4 separate regions of the Mus musculus genome follow, and regions 1, 2 and 4 are each linked to region 3. The links are chromatin contacts, called in public targeted proximity ligation maps. All regions are on one chromosome and are shown on one strand. The core of a region is the stretch at or near the end of the contact, and the rest is flanking DNA. Distances in the headings are between cores, read along the strand shown. Region 1 holds the start of Cd248 (CD248 antigen, endosialin). Region 2 holds the start of Rasgrp2 (RAS, guanyl releasing protein 2). Region 3 holds the start of Slc25a45 (solute carrier family 25, member 45). Region 4 holds the start of Cnih2 (cornichon family AMPA receptor auxiliary protein 2).

Region 1 (6,451 bases), core at 2,639-5,138, 810 kb after region 3:
GGCTCTGGGCCCCCTTCCCCACACCCATCCTCCCGCGGACTGCAGCGCATTTAACTCTTTCTCTCCCTCAGGGTGCTGACTACTCTCTGCCAGAGGTCATGGGAAGGAGCTTCAGGCCTCCGTCCCAGCAGACGGTGTCATTCCAAAAGTGGTGCCTCAGGCCCACGCTTTCTGGAAAACCAGGGGACCTCCCTCCATTCCATCCATCAATCCCCCGCCCCCTCGACTGCCTCTCCGAGGTTAAAGCTGGGAAGGATCTGGCAGGGGCGTCTGGTTTGAGTTAGGGGAACGTGAGAGTGGCTACCCGGGCGGTGCGTTCCCTCTGCCCCCCCTCTGTGAACCCCCACTCCTAGTTGGTCCCCAGCGCCCGCACTCCCTCTCCTAGTCTCCTGGGATACAATCCTTGGGCGAGAATGTGGCATAGGGGCTTCAAGAAGAGAAAGGGCGCTGGGCCACCCTCCTCACCTGCCTGGGGGCGGGGGGTGTGGGGTGTGCGGCTTTGCCCAGTCCTAATTAGAAGCCCCACGAGGGCTAAGCTGAAAAATTATAGAGGTGGTGGAACCGGCGTCTCCCTCTTCCAGGTCCCGTCCCTTCCCCCCAAGACAGTCAGCGAGGATAAGGGGGGGAGGTTATCTCACACTCGTGATCTCTGACCAGGACCCCAAACCTGAATAGCCTCGTGCTGCTAGGGTCTGCCGGGATTTTTTTCTAGCGGTGCCACTTTCACCCCAACAGGGTAAAGAGTAGAATGTGTTCCCTAGTGGGAAGGCCTTGTTTCTAAGTGGACCCAGGAAGCTAGAACTGGGCTTTCCTCAACCTATTCTTACCTCTTCCCCCTATTATCTTCTATGAAGGCGATAGACCTACAACCCTAGGGTGGCTGCATCCTTGGCGATTCCCTGCCTAGACCTCTGGGCAACCTATGACCATGAGAAAGAACGTTCAGAAGAAAGTTCAGAAGAGCAGACCGCTGGAGACTCCTCTCTCCCCTAATCTCCAGCCCCATCCTACCTGAGATTCCCAAACTCCAGCTGGACTCCAGTTCATCAGAGACCCTCACCTCAAGACCTTCCCCCAGATTTTTGTTGCATTTTAATAAAGTGGGGGACAAGTATGGACTTTCTCCCTTATCAAACCTCCAGGCCACTCAGCCTGCTGTGTAACAGAGGGTAAGTAAGGCCCTGCCCTCTCCTGTCTCATTTCACTGAAAATTACGAAGCATATCTTTTCTGAAAGGGGTCTTATCTCACCTAGATAAATGGAAGGTCCCTTTCCCCCTGAGGCCTCCCAGACCCTTCCCTCAGGCATCAGTGGGGATGATGAACTTTGGGTGAGGTTGGCACCCCATTTATTGGAGAAGATCCCAGCACCCACCCCTTGAGGTCCTGGAGTCCTGGTGTGTCCTTTGCCATGGATGCTGGGCTCAAAGAACAGAACCTCCTCTGTCAGCTGGGCAGCCCCCATAAGTCCTTGGTGTGGTCTCAGCCATGTGTCCAAAGCAAGTCCTTTTCTTCTATCCCACAAAGGGGCATCTGCACCCCATCACACACTGGTTCTACAGGTCTGTACCCCTGTAAGGCTGCCTCTGGGGGGCATGGGTTCTGTTGAGCTCTTGTTCCCAGCATGTGTGACCCAGCGATAGCAGTCCGTGATCCGCTTGTTGGGTGCGTGGGAGCCACAGCGAGTGCAGTACACAATGCCCAGGGCAAGCAGCACCACCAAGAAGACACATGTTGGCACCAGGAGTGCCACCAGCAGCCAGCGGTCATCCCTTTGGCTTTGGCCTGCAAGACCTGACTCTGCCAGGGCTGTTGGAGCTGCTGTGGAGGGCACCGAGGGCAGCTGTGGCACTGATTTGGGACTGGGAACTCCTTCCCTTGGGACTAGAGGGGCTCTGGAATAGGAATGTGTAGGGCTGATAGATGAGGTCTGGTTAGTGGGCCTCTGAGGGGGGAGGGGAGAAGAAGGGAAGGCTGGGGGCTGGTTGGCAGCAGGCACAGGAGTTTCATGGACAGAAGACCTGGAGTTGGTAGGAAGAGGGGGCTGGAGAGCTGAGACAGAAAGCTGGGGGGCCTGGGTTCTGATACCTGGAGCATCTGGGAGCAAAGGGTGTTGATGGGCTTTAGAAGTGGTATCCCCAGGATCAAGGTGAGGGGGGACTGGAGGCAAATAAGTGATAGTGTGGGTATCTGGAGACATAGGGGCCTGGTGGGGAGGGAAGACTTGGGGATAGTTGGTTGAGATAATGGGGGGCTGGTACGGAGGAGACCGTGCTGGGTGAGTGGCCGAGGTTATCCCAGGCTTGTGGCCAAAAGGCAGGTCTGGATAATTGGCCTTGATTTTGGGGATCTGGTGCTCAGAGAACACAGCTGGAGGTGTGGCAGGGGCCATGGCAGGTGGGTGGACAGGGCTCAGGGGTGGGCGTGTAGCTGAAATAACAGAGGTCTTGTGGGCAGAAGGTAGTGTGGGTCGAGTGGCAGAGATCACCATGGGCCGTGTGGCAGACACCACTGAGGAGTGGTAGGGGCCCCTGGGGGCACTAAGTGGGGGTGGCCAGGTAGGCTCCAGGTGCAATCTCTGAGGCTCTCCATCCTGTGGGAAGTTGGGCCTATAGGGCAGGCCAAAGTCAGGTGGATGTGTAGGTGCCAGCCATAGGATCCCCTGTTCCTCTGTCCAGGTGCCATCAAAGTCCTCCCAGGGCTCCTCTTCATCCTCCCCTTCTTCTCCATCATCCAGCAACTCATCTCTGAGATCCTGGGAAGCCTGGGCACCCATGGCTCCTGCAGGGCTACAGCTGATACCATCTGCCTCAAGCTCGTGACCCTCGCTGCAGTAACACTCAAAGCCACCAACATAGTTGACACACATCTGCTGGCACACACCAGCAATCTGGCACTCATCCGTGTCCACGCAGCGGTGTGGATCATCCTCAGCTGGCCGGAAGCCAAGGCGACAGTGGCAGCTATAGCCTTGTGGCCCTCCAGGTTCACACTGCTGCTCACAGGGGGCCTGGGCACAGGGGTCTTCACAACTGTGCCCATCTGCTGCTAGACGGAAGCCTTCACTGCAGCGGCAGGACACAGCACCGTCCACCTCTTCCACACACTCATGTTCGCAACCCCCATTGTCAGGACCACAGCCAGTCCCTGGGCACAGCGGGCCAGTCTGGGACCAGCCCACGCCACCTGAAGGCTGTTTCACGCACAGCAGAGAAGCTCCCCTGCCAGCTTGGCACTGCACAGCTGCCACGGAGCCAAAGGGCAGCCATTCGAACTCGCTGGAAACCAGGTTGAAGGGTGTGGTGTAGACAGCGGGACCGGCCTGACCCACCTCAAGCGGCAAGGCAGGGCAGGCACCCTCAAAACCAAACTGGCAGAGGTAGCCATCGACAGCCAGTGTGCACGAGCCTTCGAGCCAGCGATGCTCTCCGCTGGCCTCAAGGGCTGCACAGCGCTGGGCTGGGCAGGGTCCTTCCGTAGCCGGCTGGGCCCAGTTGGTGAAGGCGGTGTCCTGGTCTCCCGTGGTCCATATGAAGCCCCGCAGTGGGCGCTGCGGCTGGCATTGCCTAGCCTGCCGCTGCAACCCAATCCATAGCAGCCCGTTGGCCGGCCCGACCCCCACCAGGCTGTCCACACGCTGGGCCTCCTCTGGGGTCCGCGGTGTGGCCAGGTTGCCCCCCAATTCGCGGCACGCCCGCCAAGCTTCCAGGAATGTGCGGCGCCGGGGAAAGAGCGCGTAGCAGCTGCTGGGGCCGCACGCGGCTCGAGGCTCCGGCGTCCAGGGGACCTGGCCCAGTGCGGGCACCGCGGCCACCCAGGCCAGCAGCAGGCGCAGCAGCATCGCGACGCCCCCCGACTGGCCCGGCTCGGGCCTGCCGCTGCTCTTGACAGGGGGAGGGATCAAGGCCTCTGGCGGGAGGGCCGGGGGCGGGCCCGGCGGACTCACGCCTTGTAAGGAGTGGGCTGGGGCCGCTGCCAGCTCCCCTGCTAGCTCCCCGGGGGCTGCTGGAGCAGGAAGCAGTGGGGTGGGGGGGGTTCTGGGGTGAGAGGCGAAGGGCAGAGGAGGGGGGAGGTACAACTAACGGGCTACCTCAGGCGTTACAGAGCTGAGAGTCAGGGAAAAGGGAACCTGTCTGTCTGAGAAGCATCCCCAGTCAACCCTCTGAAACTTCAGCGTTGTTTGCAGCTAAGGCAGCTGGGGTGAAGCTGTCTTCCAGAGAGACTCCCGAAAGCCGGGATCTGGATTCACCAGTATCAGTATACTGGCTGCATTCTGAGCTCAACGACTTGATCGGGCCAGCCCTTTCTCATCACACATATGTGAACGACTCCTTCCAAGCCTGGCAAGAGCATCTTCTCTGACACCCTATCTAAGGCCGCCAAACCCCAGCCTCACACACGCAGCTCTCCTGACATGCTGTGTATGCCCTTAGGTGGATAAGCTAGGATGATGTGGCCTGCTAAACGGTCTCAACGATGAGGCCCCACCCATTCCTGCCTGGGCCCTGCGTGAGAATCAACTTGATAACCTCCTTGAGAACCACCTCAACCAGACACGTATTTGATGAGCCCTTCGCTCAGCCTACCTCACTCCCAAGTTTTTTTGGCTCCAGCAGGACCAGCATTAGGGGTTAGGGAGGGGGGAGGAGGCCAAGGCCTGCTCTCTCCTTACCCTGGCTCAGTCAGGGGCCCTGGGAACCTGGGCTTAGAGCGGGAGGAGGCTGCCCCCTAACAGGAAATGCCTCTCCAGGCTTCTGCTGCAGGAAGGCAGGGTGCATGACTCTGGGCTCTGTGGAGACTGAGCTCTGCTCAGGGTGAGCACGGCTGCTATGAGGGGACCTGTGCAAGACCATGTATGGGCATGGGGACACAACAGGATAGTAAGTGTGACACAGGCATCACATTGTCCTCCTTACTCCCAGGGTCCTCTTCCAGCCCTTCCTGGAGGCCTCTGGAGGTTTGCACACTGGGCCAGGCACCCAGGGTGGCCCTGGGATTCTGTGTGAAGGATTAACCCCTGCATTCTCTTTTTACCTTTATTTATTTATTTATTTATTTTTAAGAGATGGAGTTTGCTCTGTTGCCAAGGCTATTCCAAACTCCTGGATTCTAAGTAGCAGGTACTACAGTCACCCAACACCAGGTAATCCTTTTATACCCTTGGGGTTTTTTGTTTGTTTGTTTGTTTGTTTTGGTTTTCTGAGACAGGGTTTCTCTGTGTAGCCCTGGCTGTCCTGGAACTCACTCTGTAGACCAGGCTGGCCTTGAATTCAGAAATCTGCCTGCCTCTGCCTCCCGAGTGTGCCATCGTGCCCGGCTACTCTTGGTTTTTATTTCGACTTTTAAAAACATTTTTGCTTTCTGTTTATGAGTGTTTTTCCTGCATGTATGCGTGTGTACCGTGTGTGTGCCTGTTACCTTCAGAAGTCAGAAGAGGGCATCAAATTCCCTGGAACTGGAGTTACGGGTATTTTTAAACTACCGTGTGGGTGCTGGGAACCAAACTTGGGTCCTCTGCAAGAGCAAGAAGTACTCTTCGCTGCTTAGGCATCACTCCAGCCCGTTTTTTATTTATTTATTTTTCCGAGACAGGGTTTCTCTGTATAGCCTTGGCTGTCCTGGAACTCACTCTGTAGACCAGGATGGCTTCGAACTCAGAAATCCGCCTGCTTCTGCCTCCCGAGTGCTGGGATTAAAGGCATGCACCACTACGCCCTGTCCGTTTTTGATTTTTTGAGGCAAAGTCTTACATGTTGCCCAGGCTAAGCTGGAGCTCACTGTGTGGTCCAGGATGACCTTAAAGTCCTGGTCTTCCCATCACCTCTGAGTCTGGCATTAACACACGATCCTTTATATTCTCCGCAGATTCTGAGCCAGCTGGGGATGTGGCTTCGTGGTAGGGTGATGTCTGGTCCTGGGTTGAATTCCCAGCACTAAAAATCTCATGACCCATGGATGAGAAAGTGAAAGAGAAGGTTTGTTCTTTGGAACACTGTCCTGGCCTGGATACTCTGCTACTAACCTGTGTGAGTTCGAGGCTCTCTGAGTCCTCGTTCATGTCCCACCCCCATACACCCCACCCCTTTTTAAAGACACTATGTAGTTTACACTATGTAGTTCTGGCTGGTCTGGAGCTCACAGAGATCCAAATGCCTCTGCTTCCCAAGTGCTAGGATACACACTCACGCATGCACGCACACACGAGCACGCACACGCTTCTTTCTCCTCTTCATTATTTCAATCCTTTCCACTTCCCTTCCCTCCCTTTCTCTTCTCTTTTCCTGCCTCCTCTTCCCTTTTGTGTAGGTCTCTGTGCAGCAGTACTGAGATTATAGGTGTAGGTGACCTTGCCAGGTTTCCATTGTCCCCCTCCACAACATGGGGATACATGTGTGCGGACTCTTCAGCCCGCTATTGTGTTATAGCCCTCCCTGTTTGCATATATGTTTTGT
Region 2 (6,210 bases), core at 3,418-5,917, 520 kb before region 3:
GACACTTGCATTGTACAGCTAAAGACCTTGCTCCCCACTTCACGTCTCAGTTTCCTTATCTGTGAGACAAGAACAGTCGAGCGAGCCTAGACCTCAGCACTGCACTGCGAAGTCCGCAGCTGTGAAGCACAGGCCCCTCCCGAAACCAGGCACCTTGATGGTGTCAGGGCTGACGTGGCTGTGGGTCTCCTTGAGGCGTGAGATGGAGCTGTGGCTCAGGCCTCCCACGACGGCCATCAGCGTGTTGAAGTTCTGCAGCTGCAGCAGCCTCTGGAAGGCAAATAGAGAGGGGAGGCGACATGTCACCCAGCAGCCCTTAGGAGAGAAGGGGCGGGGCTTGATAGACACGCGGAGGCTGGGCACACGGGAAAGGTGGGCACCTCTGCCACATGCACGAAGTGCGTGATGACCAGCGCCCGCTGCGTGGCTGTGGGCTTGCTGAGGATCATGAGTTGGACCCACTGAGAGACACTGTTGAAGAGGGAGATGAATCGCTCCAGGACCGGGTTGTCTACGGTGCAGCCATGAGTCACAAAGCTGTGGTAGTCTTGGAACTGGGGACAAGTGGGGTTGGCCTGAGCACCCTGTTGGCCTCTCCCATCACTGTCTGCCTTGCTCACCCTCCCTCTGTCATTTGATGAAACCGCCCAACCATCCCTGGGGCCAACCCCCCCCCCACCCAGTCTTAGCCCTTCCTGGAATCCCCTTCCCCTTCTCAGCCCACACTGCACCCCGACCACAAGCCTTCAGGCCACACCAGGATCTTGCAGAAGGAACGATACTCCAGGTAGGTAAGATGTTCTGCCAGCTCCATAGGCTCCAAGTGATCAAACAACAAGGACATCTTGCGCTTTTTCTGTTCCACAGGGTTCCGCTGGGTCACCTGCCGCTTCCATTTGTAGGTAGGGCTGGGGGGGCAGGGGTAGTGAGCCCTGTGCTGGAGATGTCCCCTGCTTCCTGTGACCCCACTCTCACTCAGACATGCCACTCAAACTGACTTGAGACCCAAACAGCAGGAGCCACCATCCTAAGCAGTAACATCCCCCGGTCCCAGCAACTCCCTCACGTGTCCCCTTCACCACGAGCTCAACACACACTGATGGACAACGTACTCTGTGCCAGGCGCTGTGCTAGGCGCTGGGGTACAGAGATGAGCAAGACACGGTGCCTGCCCCCGAGGAGCTCACAATCTAATGGGGGAGACAGACACAGAAACACACTGTCACCGAACAGGAGTCTGCCCAGAGCATCTGGGGGTAAGGCAAGAATGGCAAATTCTGCTCTGCAAGAGAGGAGCACCCTCGCTGAGCAGGGACTTCACACTTGTGCTGAGTCTGGTGAGAATGGAGGAGACATGGCAACAAGAGGGAGCACCATGGAGAGGAAGGATGCAGGACAGACAATGGCGAGCAGACCCCAGGAGCTGCAGTATGAAGTGTGCGGGAGACAGGGCAGGAATGTCAGGCTGGCCTGGCGTCACAAAGGGCCCTGACAGCTGGACGAGTGCTCTGAAGGAGCCAGGGGGCCATGGGAGGTTTTAAAGCAAGAGAGTGACATGACCCTCACTCATTCAATTGAACAGACATTTATTAAGCACATATGGTGTAGCATGCGTAGTGCCCCTTGCGCTCCGCCCCCACGCACACACTCTCGATGTCGATGAGGCTGCTGTGCCTGCGGTTCCCTTCTTGGTCTAACAGAGCCTTCAGCTCCTTGATCTGTTCAGCCAGCTCTGGGTTCAAGTCGAACTCTGCTGGGAAGGCTGAGATCCAGTACCTGGTGGAGAGGCAGGCACAGTGAAAGTCCTCTCAAGTGGACAGGGGAAGAAACTACATACAGGACGGTGCTCACTAGCAGAGGGAAAGCATCCCAGGGTGCAGTGTGCTGTGGTGAAATGCAGCCATTCCCACCCCACCCTTCATCCCAGACCTCTGCTTCTTCTCCATCCACAACCCCGGCAGAAACAACAGCAAGCGGGACACACCGAGGCCGGCAGCACACATGGACAGTGTTCCCCGGTAAACCCACACGGTAGGTCCCCTCAATGCTGTCTGTCCACTCCTACAGCCCACACGAAGCTTCAAAAGGGTAGCAAGAGGAGGAGCCAGGGCCCAGACTCACCTGACCAAGTGACACGTTTTCATCTGTAGAGAATTGGAGTTGTCCTTCCGGGATTGCTGATAGGTAAAGGAGGGTTAAGGGCAACAGACGGGAACCTATGGTTAGGAAGAGGAGCGGAAGCGCACCCAAGGGAAGGGACCTGGGCTCTGACGCATGGGATGCTTTGAACCCAGGAGAATGCATGGGGAGAGGGGGAACTGATAAGTCAACTCTGGGGGCAGGCAGTATTGATGGAGGCGGAGGGTTGGATTTCACCATAGATGGAGAGGAGGCCCTGGGGCAGAGCAGGGGCTGATCCAAGACGTTAGGGGAGAATGAGGCCAAGGCCTAGGTAACAGGAGAGCCCAAGTCCTCAGTTAGGCACAGGGCAAAGCCTAGGTCCTAGAAGACTGATCAGTGTCTGAATTGTGTGATATAGGTAGGGTCTGCACTCTATGTTCTAAGGTCTTGAGCAAGCCAAGCAGAATGGACTCGTGGACAACAGAGCCTGAGCCATGCCCCATCAAGGATATAAGTGGAGCAGTTTCGAAGCCAGCTGAGAGGAAGGTATGTACCAGGGGTGCATCATGAGAAACATGCGCACTAGCTGTGGATCTCGCACCTTTCCGGAGTCATCTGCTCCAAAAGTCCAAAAGAAGCCAGCTGACCCTTGGTCCGGAGGCACAGATGCCTAGTCTGCAGTCTGGTGACAGGTCCCTGGGTCTGCACTCCGGACCTCACCCACCTACTGCATTTCCCAACACTCCAAAGCCAGGAGTGAAAATTGAGAAATAAGTCTGGGTGGATGAGGGGTACCACAGGATCCAAAGGCTGGAGGAGGAGAGCTTGGACCAAGCCCGTCGTCAGGAGGGGAACCAGCTGGAGCGGAAGGAGCCTGGGTTCCCCGGGGTCAAGAATCCAGAGGTCATTTCCTGAGTGTTGGGGGAAGGGGCACCCCTTTCACCCGATAAACCAACCCCCATCTGCCGGAAACAGTTCCCAGGCTAGAGATAGAGAGTTCCTCCGGATCCCCCAGGGAGACAGATAATGCCCCTCCCAGGTCAGTGTTGGGACCCTGGGGCCCCTTCCTTGACGTCTGTACAAGGGGTACATTGGGGTACTTCTCCGCAAAATCAAGGAGCTTTTCTTAAGAAGACTTCAAAATAGGAGCCTGGGTAGGTTCTGGCCTAGAGTCTGGTTCAGGGTCCAGCTGGGTGTGACCCCTCGTGCTGCATGCAACTCACCAAACGCTTCGATGCAACCACGGAGCAGCTCCTCCACGGTGCAGCCCTTGTCCAGGTCCAGAGTGCTCGTCATGGCTGCCGGTGCCAGTAGGCTAGACCCAAGCTACACTCTCAGAGCCTCCCACGGTGCTCAATTCGGACCCCTGTCCTGGGAGAAGTGGGAGTCAGCAGAGGCGCGGGAGGTGGGGGGAGCGGCTCGGCGCGTAGGAACGGGGCGGAGTGGGCACGCCCCCTGCTGGGCATGGGCGGAGTTGCCTGCCGTTGCCCCTCTAGGGTTAAACGGTCCTGCCCCGGGATGGTGCAACTCGCTAGTTGGGAAATGGACTAGCTGAGAGGCTTCCGGCCCACCCGCGGAGTCGCGGGAGGTTAGAAGGGTTCTACGAGAATAAGGGACGAGCCAGGACCCCAGGGGTTAGTTAGTGCCCCAAGCCTCCTGGCGGGCCCTCCTCTCCTTGCATTTGCTCCCCACAGGCACCTGCAACACCCCACAGCTTGACTCTGCACTCCTCCCGCTTCCCCTCCCTTCACAGCCTCCCTTCCCCCGCAGGGTTATTTTGGGAACCCAGTGCCTGAGGGGACCTCGGAGGAATTTCTCCCTGGGATGGAAGGAGGGAGGAGGGAACCCAGGAGTCCTGCCTACATCTCCCCCTCCTGGGCTCCCCGAGTGGGAGGCGGGGCCGTAGCATCCCCCAGGGGCCTGCCCTTGGGGAGGAGGGCTAGAGAGAAGAACATTCCTGGGGCGGGGGGTGGGAGGGGTAGCCCACTGCGGTTGGGAGATGTCAGTGGGAAGCCAAAGCCTGGGAACCGCGGACTCCCAACCCACAAGTACTAAGGTCCCAGGAGTCCGGTCCTAGCCCTTCCAGAATTGCCATATATCTTCCCAACCTGGGCTCCCGCCTTCCCACCCACCCTGCTGCATAGTTAAATTGTGCGTGAGAGCACCGAGTAGGGAGCCCAGAAGGGGCCGCTAGCGCCATGGCCTGCATGACACCATTAATAATCCTGGTCATCAGTGGGGACTATAAAAGCACCCATGCAGGAACAAACACCTATTCTCTAGACTAGGTATTTGCCGAAGGCCAATGACCTACATTAAGTGCAAGAAGACCCTTTTCACACACACCAGGGTCATAGACACCTCCCGTCCTAATCACACACAATGGCACCCACATCCCATGCACACCTGCAATGAAAATCCTCAGCCACACATACCCAAGTCCTTTACTTCAGAATGCAAACCTGAATGCAGTTCACCTCCCAGACCTTCTGTTCACTTGAACCAGCTCAGCCTCTGATCTCTCGATCACAGTAGCTCTGACATCTGAACACGTGTGCACACACGCAAAGACAGTGCATCTCCACGCATGTACACTCCCACACGCATCCACATACCCCCTGGTTGCGCACACACCCATTCTGCCGCCCCTCCCCCCTCAACCAGGCTCCAGGGCTCGCAGCCCCAAAGCCTGGGGTTCTTTACATTCCTGGATCTCGCCAAAACCTTGTCCCAAGGAAAGGGACCTCGCCCTTACACAGACTCCCCTACATTAGGGAATCCTCCCGAGGACTTCTCAGAGTCGTTCCCTCCTGACTGTTACTTCCTTGCTGGGTGACCTTGAGAATCATTTAGTCTCTCTGAACCTCAATTTTCCCATCTGTCAAATGGGGACTTGCAGGGAAGAGCCTGGTAGATACGTTTCAGGCGAGCACCGGAATGCCTCGAACGCCCCCCTCCTGCGGGTGGCTCTAAGTGCCTCATCCCCTCCGCAAGCTCTGTCCCACCCAGGACCGCAGATTCCCCACCCACCCGCAGTCCCCGCCAGCCTGCCCCTAGGAGATCCCTAGGGGCCGCACCCTCTGTGTCCCACGCCCCACCCGCGCGCGTGCTCGCTCACTCACTCTTGGGACCCGCAGCGCGGACCCCGAACCCTGCCCGGCCAGCGCCACCTCCGTGCGCTCCCGCCCGCCGGCCTCGCTGCGGCTGCGGCTCCCACCCGGTCTCCGCGCCGCGGCCCAGCGCCCTGCCGCCCCGCCCCCTCCCCGCCCCTGCACCCCGCGCCGCGCCTCCTCCACCGGGGACTCCCCCTCTCGCCCCGCGCGCGCCGGGCCCTGAAGCAGATTAACCCCTCCCCTGCCGCCCCAGAGAGTTTAACCGCGGGCGGGGGGCTGCGCCACTGTTGGTGTGGGGACCGCGTGCAGCAGCCCTCCCCCACCGCGACACCCCCGGGCTCTGCGCCCCGCCTGGGTGTCGCACGGAGGAAGCCGGGAGGGGCAGGAAGCGGACTGCGGTGGGGAAGGGGCGCCCCGCCCAGCCCCCCGGTCCGGGTTCCTGTTTTCGAGACAAACCGTTCCCACGGGGTTCACCCTGCCCGGGCCCGGGCGTCTTCCTGCGGGCGGCGGAGGCCCGGGCGTGGTGGAGGTCGCGGGCGTGGGGCTGCGGATCCTTGCGATGGCCTGGGGGAGGGGCTGGGACAGAATGCGAGCTGGTTTTGGTCCAGTGGAGCCTCAAAAAGCCAGGAATGAATGAACGAACACGCGGCTCCCTGGGAACCCAGGTTCGTTGTCTAGAGATGGGGCGAGGGACACCCCACTGGGCAAGAGAGAAAGAGGCGTCTATAAATTGGGTAGGTGCTTTGCAGTTTCGGAACTGGAAGCCTTGGATGCATGGGCCGAGACGAGGAACTTGGGAGGGGCAGCCACAAGCAGTTATGTCCCTCACACCTAGCCTAGGGATAGGTAACAGTTTCCGGCCGTTTAGACTCACTATGAAACCCAGGGCCGCAAAACCCCTTCCGAGGATTGCCCCTCCTTGCCTTGGGCGAGGGAAGCAGTCCTCTGCACTTCAATCTTGGTTTATGTGAGGCTC
Region 3 (7,131 bases), core at 2,308-4,807:
GCCCCATGAAGTATCAGTGGCATCAGGGCAGGTACCCATTAAAGGGTCACCCAGGAACCCATCTGGGGTGAGGGCTGAGCTGGCACCTGCCCCTTTGTTTGGTTCTTCTCAGACACTCCCTTTAGCTCAGGTCCCATCTGGGGCCTAGAAACTCTTCTAGTCTTCACCACACCCCATAAAAACCTGGTTACTTCAGTGCTGAGAACAAAGACCAAAATAAATGATGGGAGCGACTCATGCACTGATTGGCCAAATCGCAGCATCTGTGACCTCTGGCCTCAGGCAAGGCTCAGAGATTGCGGTTACCCTGTACTGCAGGCAAAGGCCTGGTTGAGCAGGTGGCATGATCTCTAGGACCCCTTTAGGATCACTTCAGGACAAAACTCAATTCTACTGAGTATGACAGCTCCTCAGGGTCAAAGGTCACCATGCTGTATAGTCTCCCCACAACTTTGGGGCTGGTAGAGCCTCTGAAGGTAGACAACCCTGACAGCAGGCATTGACTGCTTCTGCCTGGCATCTTCTTCACACTGACCCCCAACTCTCTGCTTTTTGCCCTACCTCCCAACTTCTGGTCTCCATGACCTTTCACCTCCAGCCTGACCAGGCACACCATGGCTAGGTCAATGGGAGCAACGTCTACAAGCACCCCTTAGGAAGACCTTCTTATGCACGGCTGGGAGTCCCTGGGGGTGGGGGACTCAGATCCATCACTGTGCCACCTGCATGTGTGCCCATGAACGACGCTCTCACCTGCAGGAGGCCCCCAGTACAACCTGCTATAAAGATGTTTGTGTAGCTGGGTGGCTGGGCCCGTCGCTCCTGATGGGAGGTGGCTGTTAGCGCCAGGAGCGTGTTGCTGTACACTCCGAACAGGACGGAGTTGACCAGGGCTACACTGGCGATGGGGAAACTCATTCCCTTGAAGAAACCCAGGACCTGCAGAGCAACATGGTAGCACCGTTACTCATGGTGGGCTTCCGTGTCCCACATCCAGCTCTGGCCAGGCCTCTGAGCTGTAGAGCACTTCCTCCCAAGCACTGTGTCAGGCAGACAGCATGTGAAGGAGGCTGTGAGAACCCCGTCACCACTTTTGAGGCACTAGAGGACTCTCGGATACCCTCAAGGGTGAAGACTTAGAAGCTGTTAGCAAGCAGCAAGCAAAGGAAACAGACCCCACCTGCCCCGATGATTCTTTACCGCCAACAAGTGGGCTACCTACTGACTCATGGCGGTAAGTCTTGACTACGCAGTCCACAATGCCCTGGTACGTGCTTTGGGTCTGTAACCGCACCTGGATAGAAAGTACTGGTTATGTGAGGCAGATGGGCAAGCCAGGGCTGCTCCTACAATGGCAGCCAGGTCACCCATGCAGCAGACGCTGGCAGGCAGGCACACCAGTGAGCCAGCCCAGCCAGCCAGGCCCAGTCTCTCACCCAGGTTCCAGCCAGACCATCTATTCCTCTGGTGCCTTTGCTACACTCACCTTTACAGTGTCGAATGGGTGCCCCAGGACCAGGCCCACAGCTCCTGCGGTGGCAAGAAGGTGGTATGAGTGAGGCCTGTGTGCCAAGTCTAGGAAGCAAGTCTATGCTAGAGGAAAGAAGGATGCAGGCTGGAGCAGGAAGGCTGCGTGTACTCAGACACCCACCACCTACATTCTTGGGGCTCCACAGACATTCCTGCTGCCCTACTCTGCTCCCCTACCATACCTGGTACTGGGTCACAAAGACGCTGGGACAAAGGAGGGAGACCCATGGCCTCACTTGAGGCCACACACACAATAGGAAAGAACCAGGTGTTACACTATCCCCAGCTCTGACCGTGGAAGATGAGGCTCCAGACTGGTCGTTCTTAACCTGTGGCTGGTGACCCCATTGGGGGTTACAGATCAGATATTCTGTGTATCAGATATTTATGTTATGAATCATAACAGTAACAAAATTAGTTATAAAGTAACAGTAAAATAATTTTATGGTTGGAGCTCACCATAACATGAGGAACTGTATTAAAGGGTCACAGCATTAAGAAGGGTGAGAACCACTGCTCTAGAAGGAGTAGCTACTGTTTCTAACTGTGTCAGCAGTACTTCAGCCTTCCTTGCAGAGTTCTGTGGCCTTGAATGAGAACAGGCCCTGCTGGCCACCTCCTCCTGCCTTCTGCCTTGTCACAATTATCAGTACAGAGTGGGGAGCCCTTCTTAGCGTCCTGCTGGACCCAGGGGAGAAAGCCACACACTGGCTAGTCTTAGTCTCTGCAGAAGATGCTGTTTCTGGGGCTTGGGGTGGCCCTCACCAGGGGTGCGTTCACAGTGTCCTTTCTCAAGGCTCAGGAGTGCACCCATTGACAGGTAGGGCAGATTTCCAAAGGTAAAATAAGGACAGGACAGCCGGAGAGATCAAAGGTAAATGTGTTCTGGTCCCCTCACACTGGTCTGGGAGAAGGGCTTGGGTGAGGTTGTACCTTGGCTGTCAGATCCCCACCGCCCCCCGACAGTATGGCCTTCGGATAGAGAAGCAGTTCCTGCTTGCTTCTTTCCTCTCGGCCTCCTTGGCCATTCCCAGAAGGCTCTGGGGACAGCTGGGTGCGGGTGCTCCAGAGGGAACAACTTCTCTCAACAACCCATCCTCCCAGGGAAGCCACCCACCCTTAGGGATGATAGGACAAAAAGAAGAAAAATGTCTCACCAGAGATCCAGCCAGCCACAAACTCTTCCACGGGCATTTTCTGGGCTCCTGTGGGAACTGGTACTCCGAGCAGGCCCGCTGGAGACTGTTGCAAGTGAGATTCCCCACCCCCTTTCCAAACCCGATAACCTCCCACTAATGTTTAACCCTGGCTGGAGTGTGCGTGGTGGCCCAGTGCCCAGACCTCAGGCAACCATTAGCGAGAGTGAGCCAACGTCTGTGACCCTGAGACTGGAAGAGGCCTGAGAAGTAATGGAATCTCTAGAGGCAGGTTGACAGCCACAGAGATCCAGGGTTCTGTGCCTAGACAGTGACAGCCATGCTGGCTCACAGAGGATGCCAACTGAGTCCTAGTTTGGCGAGCCTCTCGAAGGCTGCCTTAGTGAGCAAGGACCTGGGCCCTGCTTGACCAGCCAGTTCATAGCAAATTCCCATTCATTCCCACCTACCCTGACAAGCTGTGGGGCTATGTGAAGTCAGAACGTGGCCACGAGGTGGCAGTCCCAGGCTACAGTGGCCTGCAGCAGCCACCTATGCCTAGTCAGAATAAGAATAACCCAAAAAGAGGGAGGCCCCGGCCCCCAGAAGTGACTCACCAGGCCCTGAAGCCTGTTTGTCTGCTCTCTCCAGAGTTGTTTACAGCCATGAATCAGAACCGCAGCCTCCTTTTGCCCAGGGGAAGAAACAATGGGCTTTTGACTGTGCAGTGGCCCACTGCTGCGCTACATCAAAACCAAAATTCCGCTCTCCTGCCTCTCTGCCTCACGATGATGGGGCAAGATGGTCCTCAGCAGATACCAGGGCTTAGATTTAGATTTCCCTGTTTCTAAACTGCAACAGTTGCAGTTCCTTTCTTTAAAAACTAAGAAGGAAGAGGCCGAGTCGGAAGAGGCTCATGTACCGCCCTTCTCCTCTGACCTCATGTTCTGCTTCCTGCTCCACTGAAAAGGGCTCTCAGCCGTGAGGCCCTAATGCCGGCATTGCTTCCTCTTCTTGGACCTACTCTCTCGGACCTCCTTCAAGCTAGGGCTGAAAACTCCCCTTTTTAGTGAGACCACTCCACAAGTCATCTCAGGGACAATTGTAATGACCCCTGGCCCCCGGTGCCCCTGCCTCTGCACAGCCACCTACATGCATAAGGACCTTTATATGTAATATATATGTAATAGGACGTGGTGAAGATTCGTGAAAACCAAGGATGAGGGCGAGAGCTGCTACTGTTCCATGCGACTTGACTGGGCCTCTTTCTGAGATGGAGAAACTTTCCTGGGGACCCGAGAGGGTCTGGGCAGTGGATGGTGTCGCAGTGCTGTCTTCCCAGGCCTGTTCTGAAGGCTCTTGGTCTTGGACAGAAGTCGGTCTCTGGACAAGTCCCTTGCCCTTGCTCTTGTCGCTGATCTATTATGAGCAGCTAACTGGTTGTCTATGCAGTCAAGGACCTGTGACTGCTTGATCCGTTTACATGTTTAAAGGATTAGAGAACGTGGCACAGGGTAGACAGAACACATGCTAATGAATGACGAATGGATGAATGAATAGAAAGGTCAGGAGCAGCATCAGTGGCCAGAAGAATGAAAAGTCCAACGTTGGAATGGGCAAAGACCATGTGGTACACATACACAACGCAGTTTTAGGGTGTAAAGGACACTAACATGGTGTCACTTGCAAGCAACTGGGCAGAAGTAGAAGATTATTATGGGAAACAAAGTAAGCTGACCTCAGAAAGACCACCAGCATCACACTTTCTCATGGGTAGACTCTAAAATTACACACACACACACACACACACACACACACACACATGCACACACACACACATACACACACTTTCAATCTTGTAAGATTTGTGTGGCTGAGTGTTTTCCCTACCTGTTTCTTTCAGGTGTAGCTCAGGAGTAGAGTGCTCAGTTTACATGTACAAGGCCTGGGTTGAACACACACAGACACACACAGAGACGGAGAGAGAGAGAGAGAGAGAGAGAGAGAGAGAGAGAGATTTTTTTTAAGTATCCAACACATAAATGGTAGCTACTAATCCTCTTGGTTCCATTTACAGAGCCCATAAGATGGCAAGTGACAGAGAGAAAAGGGCTTGGCCCATGTGCAGCACATGGTGGATAAGAAGGAACTGAAGATTCCTCCTCTCCGCCTATAGTGGTTTATGTCTTCTATAGCAATGCTGAGGCCTTCTGTAATATTTGTTCTTTTGTTGTTTTGTTTTTGTCTTGGTAGTTTTTGTTTGTTTGTTTGTTTGTTTGTTTGTTTTAGAGATAGAGCCTCACATATCCGAGGCTAACTTTGGACTAGCTGTGTGACCAAGTTTGGCCTTGACTCGTGCTGATCCTCCTGTCTCCAGCATCCAAGTGGTAGGATTATTTGCTTCCATGGTTGGCCTGCCTACTACAGTTTTGCTTGTCCCCACCCTCCTGCCCCCCATACAGGGTCTCACTGTATAGCTCTGTGTGCTCTGGAAATCAGAGATCTGCCTGTCTCTGCCTCTCTCTGCTAGGATTAAAGGCTTGTGTGCCATTAAGTTTGTCCCTAAATGAACTAAATTGAAAACTCTACAAAACAAAAACAAATACTGAAGGCAGGAGCTTTCATCTGCTTTCCAGCAAAGAAACCAAGTGGCAAGGAGAACTCACGTCCCTGCACCAGATCCCAAGTGACTGCTGGCACCAGGAACAATTTCTGGCTCAAGTGGCATGTATATGGACTTGTTTTTCTCCATACATTCCAGGCCTTAGGCACACACGTGATGGTTTGTCAGAACAATTTGGTGATAAGATTTTGGGAAGCACAATGCCTGGCACTTCGGGATCTTGGAGGCTATGTCTCTAAGACAGCCAGGCTTATGTGACTGCACCCTGGAAGCACAGCAAGTCCCATGTTTCCAACCTACATTCGTAATGAGAGTGAAAGGGATTGTTGGGAGTCATTCAGTCCAATCTCATGCTACAGGTGAAAAACAGATCTAGCTGGGAAGGGACTTGTCCAGGGCCCCGATTCCTACCCAAGGCCAAGAGCCAGTACCCCTTCAGGCCTTCAGAACAGGCCTGAGAGGACTGCGGCACCATCCACCCACAAGGTGGGTCATTTTAGAGAGGGGCCCAGTCAAGTCACACGGAGCGGTAGCTGCACAGCTCTTGCCCTCATCCTTGGTTCTAATGAATCTTCCCCACATCCTATTACAGACCAAGGGTCTTATGCATGAAGCAACACTACTCATGTAGTTGGCTGTGCGGGGAGTGAGGGCGACGGGAGAGGGACAATACAGGACTCGGGGGCGTGGCTAGACCGGGTCTTTGAGACTTGCGTGATCTAAGTAAGCTGGGAACCAGGGTGGGTAGGAAGGACCAAAGATCGAAATGCGGGAGTACGCGTGCGCCGAGGCTTCTGGCTCCGATTGGCTCCTTCAGTCGGAGAGGCGGGGCCTCGGGTTTGTGCTTCCTCCCGCGGCAGCTTCTGCGGCGTAACGCCTGCGAATCGACCCTGGGCAGGACCGGAGACCCCGCCGGCCGGTGTGGTGGTGGGTCCAGAACTGGAGGCCTGAGTCGGGTGGCATTCTGGAGTGAGGCAGTGGGCTCTGCGACCCTGCAAGGTGAGAGCGTAGCCACACCCTGCCCGTGTCCCCGCCCTGGACAGGGGCGCGTCCCGACTTGTTTGGCCATTTCTTGAGAAACTTGAGACCCCTGCACCTGACGGTCACTTCCCTGACTCAGCCCACCCGATCTGCACTCGGCTGAGGGTCACTCTCTACTTTCACCCTACACATTTGATCCCTGAACATAGGTTAAGAATTGTAGACCGAGACCCCTTTGCTTCTTGGTTGAGAGCTTGAGGAGACCATCTCCTTAAGACCCCCCCCCCATTAATTGTCTAGAGTTCTTTTTGCAGATGGAGGGGGCAGAAGGCAACGCGGGGCAGCCCGGCCCTGCGGAGCGGTCCCACCGAAGTAGCGTCTCTTCAGTGGGTGCCCGAGGTAGGTCTCTACTTTCTTCTTTCATCTCTTTTGAACTCTTTGGTTCCAGCCTGGGGACGTGACTCCAGTTTGTCTTTTTCAGTAAGTTAATCATGTAGTAAATAATAAGATTTGTTTAGATGTGGCGGACTCAGAAATCAAAGGACTTAGCTGAGATCTGTCTCTAGCTTAGTGACTGAGCCACACTCCTGAACTTTCTCTTGTTTTCAAATGAAGACACATGATTGGAAAAGGGCACCACTTCCTTTGTCCCATTTCTTTTTTTGCAGACAGCTCTTTGAAAGCAGGGATTCTCCACCTCTTCATTTTATTGGGAGGAAATTAGGACCTAGAGAGGTTGTTAGGTCTCAGACTACTGGAGCAGACCAAGGTTGATCATGAACTTGACCCTTCAGGGCTGGTTTTTCTGCCTGTAAAGTGGATCTGAGCCAGTCTCCTGGTCTCTCCAAGTAGCTGTTGGAG
Region 4 (6,706 bases), core at 931-3,430, 780 kb after region 3:
CACCAAGAAGGTCGTGGACAACACCACGGCCAAGGTGAGCAGGCCTGCCCTGGCTGTCAGGGGTCTGGGGCCCACATGCCTTCACCCCTTCTCTCCCTGCTCCCCTCTCTCTCTTCTTCCCTTCGCAGGAATTTGCAGACTCTCTGGGTGTCCCCTTCCTCGAGACAAGTGCCAAGAATGCCACCAATGTTGAGCAGGCATTCATGACAATGGCTGCAGAGATCAAAAAGCGGATGGGGCCAGGAGCAGCGTCTGGGGGTGAACGGCCCAACCTGAAGATCGACAGCACCCCTGTGAAGCCTGCTAGCGGTGGCTGCTGCTAGGAGGGGCACTTGGGGGAGGGCACCTTGTCCAGATGATGCCCCTGGAGCGGGCAGGAAGTGCCTCCCTCTCCTAGGGCATTTGAGTCTGTAGCTTTGGGGTGTCCTGGGCTCCCCATCTTCCTCTGGCCCATCTGCCTTCTGCTCTGAGTCCCAGTCCTGTCAGGGCCCCCGTGGAGGACATGCAGAGCCTGTGGCTGGGGTGGTCACAGGGACAGCTCCGCTGCTGCCTCTGGGTACCTTGAAAAGATGCCCACCACGCACCTTTCTTTGGAATGAGGGCTCCGCTGTCTGTCACTCACCCCCATGTATGCTGCACTGGGTTTCTCTTTCCTTTCTTCCCAATAGCAAGGGCCTCCCTGCCTCTGCTGCCCCTGGGTGCAGGCAGTAGCCAGGGGATCCAGGGCCTCAGATCCAGGGTCCTGCATCGGACCTCAGGACAGGTGCCAGGGCTGCGAGAGCCCCATAGCCACCTTTTCCTCATCTCTGCCTCACTCCATCGCTCCCACACAGCTTGAGCCGTCCAGCTGCGGTTAGGTCTTGAGCACATCTAGGGTAGGTGGGCGGATGGCTGCGGGGCCTGTGTCTCAAGCCGGGAGGGAGCCTGCTCCTGCCTCCCCCTGCCCTGCCTGAGCCAGGCCCATGTGCTGCCTGCCCACCGAGCCCCTTTGTCCCTGAGGAAAGCGGAGGCGGAAGGCCCACCTTGCCAAAGGCCGGGCACCAGCCTTAACCCTCACTCTGCCAGCACCACCTCCCTTTTCCGAGGCAGCACATCTGGCTTGTTCTTCCTCCATTCCTCAGAGCCTGACAGGGCCAGACCTGCTTCTCTGGGGAATGTGGGTGCAGCTTGGGGTTGTGGGGCTCTTCCCCCTCCCAACTCAGAATCCTGGCCCCCACCCTCTGGCACAGCTTCCTGTAGAAAACCTTTGGTCTTTACCTAAGAAGCCATGTCCTTTGTGCTGTCTCTTGCCAGTCTCACCCTACAACCTGTCCTCCCCCTCCAGTGTGTATTTAAGTCCCTGGGCTGCCCCTCTGGGAGGGAGCCTCTTCTCCCAGGTTCCCCTCTGATGTCACATCAGGCATCTTGCAAGGAAAAGCCACTTGGGGGAAGATGGAAAAGGATGAAAAAATAAATTTCCACTGGCCCTTGGATAAGCCAAGGGTTTTTGCAAGGAAGCGGTGGTGACTGAGTGTGGTCTATGGTCAGAGTCAGCTTTGAGTTGCTGGGTGGAACTGGAGTCCAGAGTTTGGTGTGATGCATGGGGGGTCCTGGCTTGGACTGTATCTTAAGCTTGCTGGTAAAAGCCCTTGACCCACATACTGGGGCTGGGAAAGCCTGCTGTGCGGCTATGGGATGTCCCCAAGGGCCCAGCATGAATCTGTCAGAGGGAGGCTGGCAGGAGGCCGTCAGGTGAGCCACCAACATCCACTGGGACAGGCGTTCAAGGCATGAAGTTAGAAGCAAGGAGCAGGCGTTGGTCCCCCTGCATTTAGTCTTCCCCTCCTCCAGTCCCCGACTTTAGTCCCCTCTTGTGGCTTGAAGCCAGATGCCAGCTATCCTGAGCTTTGACAAGCGCTGCTTTACATTAGGACCTCAGTTGTATCCCCCTGAGCCAGCACTCTGTGGAGACGGGAGTACAGAATGTGGCTATAGTGGGCTTAGTTGTCCGAAAGTTGTACCAGGAACGGGCTTCCAGGTCTGCATGTTCTGGAGGTGCACAAACACTGGGCTCATTGGGGTGAGTGGCTGTGCTGGGCTGATGAGGCTGGCGGAGGGGCGCTCTGAGTCTCAGCCCCGCCCGAGGCCGCTGCACGGCGGCCCCGCCCCCGGCTCCGCCCCGCCGGCTTCGCGGGCTGGAGAGCGAGGGAGCCGCGGGCGAGGGATCGCAGGATGAGCGATCGGGGCCCGGGCAGCCGGCAGCGGACGCGCCCCCCGAGCCCCACGGCCCGCGCCCCGCGTCCCCCACGGCCTCGTGGCCCTGGTCCCGGACGCGCTGTCCGTGTCCCTAGAGTCCGGTGGGCCATGCCCGTCCGGCCCTAAGTGTGGGCCGGGGGGCGTCCCCTTGCGCCCAGACCCCGCGCTGGCGCCCCCCGGGCCACCGCCCGGCGCGGGGGCCATGGCGTTCACCTTCGCAGCATTCTGCTACATGCTCACCCTGGTGCTGTGCGCCTCCCTCATCTTCTTTGTCATCTGGCACGTAAGACTGGGCTTGGACTGGGGGCGGGGTGGGGGGCAAGTGGGCTTATGGAGCAGGAGGGGGCTGGGGCTGATGGTATCAGTGCTCCGGGGAAACTTGAAAGGTCTTTTCCACTAGCCCCCATGGTTTCTGTTCGCACCCCCCAACACCCCCTTGTCGTTGGCTTCCTTCCCCCGGGGCAGCCCCCCCCTTCCTTCACCGCCCCCGCCTGTCTGTGGGTATGTCAGTAGGTCCTGACCCTCTCCTTGCTTCATCCAGTCATTGGGCAGGGGCGGAATTCTTGATCCTTCTATATTCTCATCCATCCACCCCCGTCTGTCCATCGGGCAGTTTGTCTGTGTGCCCCCCCAGCCCCCCCGCTGAACCCCTCTCCTTTGTGGGTTTTTCCAACCAGAATGATGGAGATGGTTGCTATGGCAACTGCATCTGTTTACAAGACCCGCATATCTTAGAACCCATTAACCCTGTCCCCTCCTGGACCCCTCTGACCCAAGTGGGATAGGTTCGAAGCAGCTCAAGAAACCTAGCTCCCACCTGGTCTCACTCTGACTCTCCAGCTTCCTTCTGATTCCTTCACATACGTGCCTTTTGTCTTTCATGTCCCTCACTCCTGGTCTGCCCTCACCCTGGCCTAGCCTCACACCTCACTCTTCAGAATGTCTCTTGTCTCATCTCAAATGGTTTCCCATTGGAGAGGGTTCTTGTACCTAGTTCTCTCCTGGGCTTTCCCAAGGGCCTCCTCTACCTGGTTCTTTCTCCTCTCTAGAACTGTGAGCCTCTGGCTTACTGTTGAGGTCTCTGCCGGCTCCTTCCAGCTGCCCCTCCTCCAATGCACTCAAACGGGTCCCATACAGGCCTGTCTCTCTGTTGTAGCTACTAGCATGCACATCTCCTGGTCTAATCCTCTTTTAAGTGTTCTCTTATCTGACTGCATCCAGCGTGCCTCCGTCCCCTCTTGCTTTACCTTTCTTGCTCTCCATTTCTTGTGTCTTTCTGGGACTTGCTGCCTCCCAGAAAGCACCCTGTCTCTTCCTTTGTCCTCCCCTCCTTCCTCTTTGACAGGTACTAGATCCTGAGCCCCCACAGGCATCTCCAGACACACACCATCTCCAGCCCAACCCCTCACTTTGCTCCAGTCTTGATCTAGGTCTCCCAGTTGGGTTTCTTGTCCTCTGCTCCGTTTCTCTCTTCCTCCATCACTTCGAATCCATTATGCGCTTCCTGTCCCAGGCCCCAGGGCCTTGGACAGTTCTGTGGGGGAAGAACAACTTGGGTCCTAAGAATTAGAAAAAATGGGGGGACCCAGGCAGGATAGCTAACTAGCTCCTGAAATTCAAGGAGCCCCTTCCCACTCACAACTCCACTTTCCCTGGTGGGGCCCTTCTTAGGAGCTCAGAGCCTGCCTAGGACAGTTGCATAGCAGCTGCGGGGGAGTCAGGCTGCATAAGACCTGGACCTTGCAAAGTGTCCAGGCCGAGATGAAGTCTCCTGAGGTTGGGAGCAGCATCTCTGTTCTCTCGACAGACCTTTCTGGGACCCCTTCCACTGTGAGGCACTGAGCTTTTCACCCATTTAGCTTGGTCCTCTTATCAGGCTTATCAGTAAAACCAGGGCTTGCACATGCAAAGTCCAGGAGAGAGAGCGTGGTCCTCAGGTCAAAGCTGTTCAGAAGTAAAACCCCAGGACCCACTAGTCACTAGGCAACCCTGGTGAATGACGTGTGTCAGCTGTCACAGTGGAGAATTGTTTGTTCCGGGGTTGGGGGTGGGGGGAGACGATGCTGAGTCAGCGCCAGGCAGCCTGGGGGGGGTGGGAGGCTCGACACCCTCTGCCTACTGGTGGTGCCAGTTCGGGGGCAGACAGACGGTACCCTTCCGCCCCTGCTGGACCCTGTTGCTGTATCTCTCAGGCAGGCAGCAGCCCAGAGTCAATGAGGAATTGGGGGAGGGGCTCCAGATGGCCCCAGCTCCCTCCAGGAAGCCCATGTTCTTTTCCTCTAAACCGTATGGGGTCTAGGATGTTTGGGGGTGGTGGGCCTGCTGCCTCATCCTGGAGCTACAGGGGAAGGAAAGGGACTCCCCTTCCCCCTCAGTCAGGCTTCTCTGCCAGCCTGCCTCCCCCAGGTTACCTGCAGTTCCTTCCAGGTCCACAGCTTCATCTCAAATATCTGCTCCCTCAGGAATTTCTGAATACACCACCATCCCCCAGACACAGACACACCATAATAGAAGGTATCTTGGGGCCTTCTACTGTCACTCCCCCTATCACACAGGCCCTTTGAAACTGGCTACTAGAGAGCAATGGGTAGCCATTTCCATGACTACCATCCTTCTCACTTAAGACCACCATGCAATGAACCCCTCCCTGGACACAAAGCAGGCCAGCCTGCCCTTCACTGATCTGCCCTTGTATGACAAAGTGGGTAGTACTTTTAACTGGGTTATAACTTTACTACCTAGTAGCCCTTGTGGCCCTGGACAAGATACCTAACCTGTTTTCTCATCTGTAAGTCAAAAATGAAAGCAATACTAGCACCTAAGTCATTAGGTTGTTACAGGGTTCAAGCTAATGAAGCCTGCTGCGTGTTTATCTTGGCTGTGACTGTTAGCCAGCTTGTATCCCCAGCATTCCTAAACTGTTGTCCCCATTTCCTGGCTTTACAAACCACTAGGACTCCCCCTACTCCTATGTTAAAATCTAGTCTTTGTTGGCCGGCTGGCCGGCCATCCTGGAACTAGCTCTGTTGACCCTACCACCCACCTTGCTCCGTTCCCTTTCTTCCTATTCGCACACCACCCAACCCCGTGAACCTGCTACTTTCTGAATGTTCTTTCAACCTTCTGTGCCTTTGTATCTGTTCTCACCACTGCTTGGACTGCATTTCTCCCATTTGTTCACCAAATGCTTAGTCAGCTTGAACCCCACCAACCCATATGGAGTGCTGCGCTACCCCTAACTCTGATCAGGAGTTCTCTTCCTAGGCCCTGGGGCTCTCCTTGGACAAGAACTGTGTACCAAACCTCTATGGTTCCTGTACTAGCATGAGAGGAGAGGCCATGTCTTGAAATGTACGGGGAGTGCAGTAGAAACTAGGCATTGTCGACTGCTGTGTGAGCCTGGAGCTACCATTCTTCTCCACTAAGAAATAAGCTCCACTCAACAGGGTCTCCACTTATATGTCCCTATTCCAAGGAAGGACAGGCATGCGTGGCGTGTGTGTGTGTGTGTGTGTGTGTGTGTGTGTGTCTGGAAGGAAGGGAGGTGTTACCATCCAGATCCCTCCAAGAAGCCTGTGTTCTTTTCCTCTGAGCCATCTGGTGCCTGGGGTGTTAAGGGTGGTGGGCCTGCCCCAACCCTGACAGGCACACGCCCCTACCCCCAGATCATAGCCTTTGATGAGCTGCGGACTGACTTCAAGAACCCCATCGACCAGGGGAACCCAGCGCGGGCAGTAAGTGATACATGTGCTGTGCTGAGGTGTGTCCGTCCGTTTGTCTTTTTGTCATAGTGGAGGGTGGGAATGGAGATCGGGAAGATGGGGGTGCAATGTGGAGGGCTGAAGAGGTGACCCTGTCCTTTCCTCCGTCCCCACCCCCGCAAACACCTGGAGCGGACTCAGGGCTCCGGTTCCTCCTGGTGGGGATGCCTTTTCCAGGCTCTGGGCCGTTGCCATGGAGATGCGGGTGAAGGCCCCTCCATGGCGACAGTCACCATGGGGACGGCGGGCTGCTTGCCTGAGAATACACCGCAGAGAGTTCTGGCGCCCTCTGGTGACCACGCCCGGGGCCGTGGGAGGCGCTCTGGTTTCTACTCCTTGGCTTCCCTTATCTAGGCTCTTTCCTTCCCTACAGCGCGAGCGTTTGAAAAACATCGAACGCATCTGCTGCCTCCTGAGGAAGGTCAGTGTGAGGAAGCGCCTGGCTAGTGCTGCTTGCTCTCTCGCTCTCTGTAGGCCACAGCAAGTCTTGCCTTTCTTTTGAGGCTATTTGGTCCACTTTGCCACCCAGGAGGGTGGGAATGGCTAGCCAGAAAGGCCTTTTAGTTCTGAGATCATGGTGGGTTGGCACTTCCCAACATCATTACCCCTCTGTGCCATTGGGTCCATCCTGGCACCAGACCACTGACTTCTCACCCTCACACCCCCCCCCAGCTGGTGGTCCCGGAATATTCCATCCACGGCCTCTTCTG

The links.
Region 1: a targeted proximity ligation map of pancreatic cancer cells shows a contact between it and region 3. A contact is called at or near these places in 2 of 130 datasets of targeted methods (microglia and pancreatic cancer cells).
Region 2: a targeted proximity ligation map of pancreatic cancer cells shows a contact between it and region 3.
Region 4: a targeted proximity ligation map of pancreatic cancer cells shows a contact between it and region 3. A contact is called at or near these places in 1 of 484 Hi-C or Micro-C datasets (CD8 T cells) and 1 of 130 datasets of targeted methods (pancreatic cancer cells).

Annotation. Positions count from the first base shown.
Region 1 is chr19:5,065,515-5,071,965 of GRCm38.p6, reverse strand. Cd248 (CD248 antigen, endosialin) reads right to left here and starts at 3,888. Exons shown (of 1, transcript NM_054042.2): 1 at 1,326-3,888. The coding sequence starts at 3,840. The coding sequence ends at 1,543.
Region 2 is chr19:6,398,998-6,405,207 of GRCm38.p6, reverse strand. It overlaps Rasgrp2 (RAS, guanyl releasing protein 2), which reads right to left and starts at 4,667. Exons shown (of 17, transcript NM_011242.3): 1 at 4,557-4,667; 2 at 3,345-3,487; 3 at 2,634-2,736; 4 at 2,122-2,184; 5 at 1,645-1,776; 6 at 758-908; 7 at 381-554; 8 at 154-270. The coding sequence starts at 3,417.
Region 3 is chr19:5,874,248-5,881,378 of GRCm38.p6, reverse strand. Slc25a45 (solute carrier family 25, member 45) reads right to left here and starts at 3,557. Exons shown (of 6, transcript NM_134154.4): 1 at 2,688-3,557; 2 at 1,487-1,530; 3 at 1,223-1,294; 4 at 754-939. The coding sequence starts at 2,724. Frmd8 (FERM domain containing 8) reads left to right here and starts at 6,171. Exons shown (of 11, transcript NM_026169.4): 1 at 6,171-6,288; 2 at 6,585-6,669. The coding sequence starts at 6,585.
Region 4 is chr19:5,093,995-5,100,700 of GRCm38.p6, reverse strand. Cnih2 (cornichon family AMPA receptor auxiliary protein 2) reads left to right here and starts at 2,180. Exons shown (of 6, transcript NM_009920.4): 1 at 2,180-2,518; 2 at 5,901-5,969; 3 at 6,370-6,417; 4 at 6,669-6,706. The coding sequence starts at 2,438. Rab1b (RAB1B, member RAS oncogene family) reads left to right here. Exons shown (of 6, transcript NM_029576.3): 5 at 1-34; 6 at 129-1,494. The coding sequence ends at 323.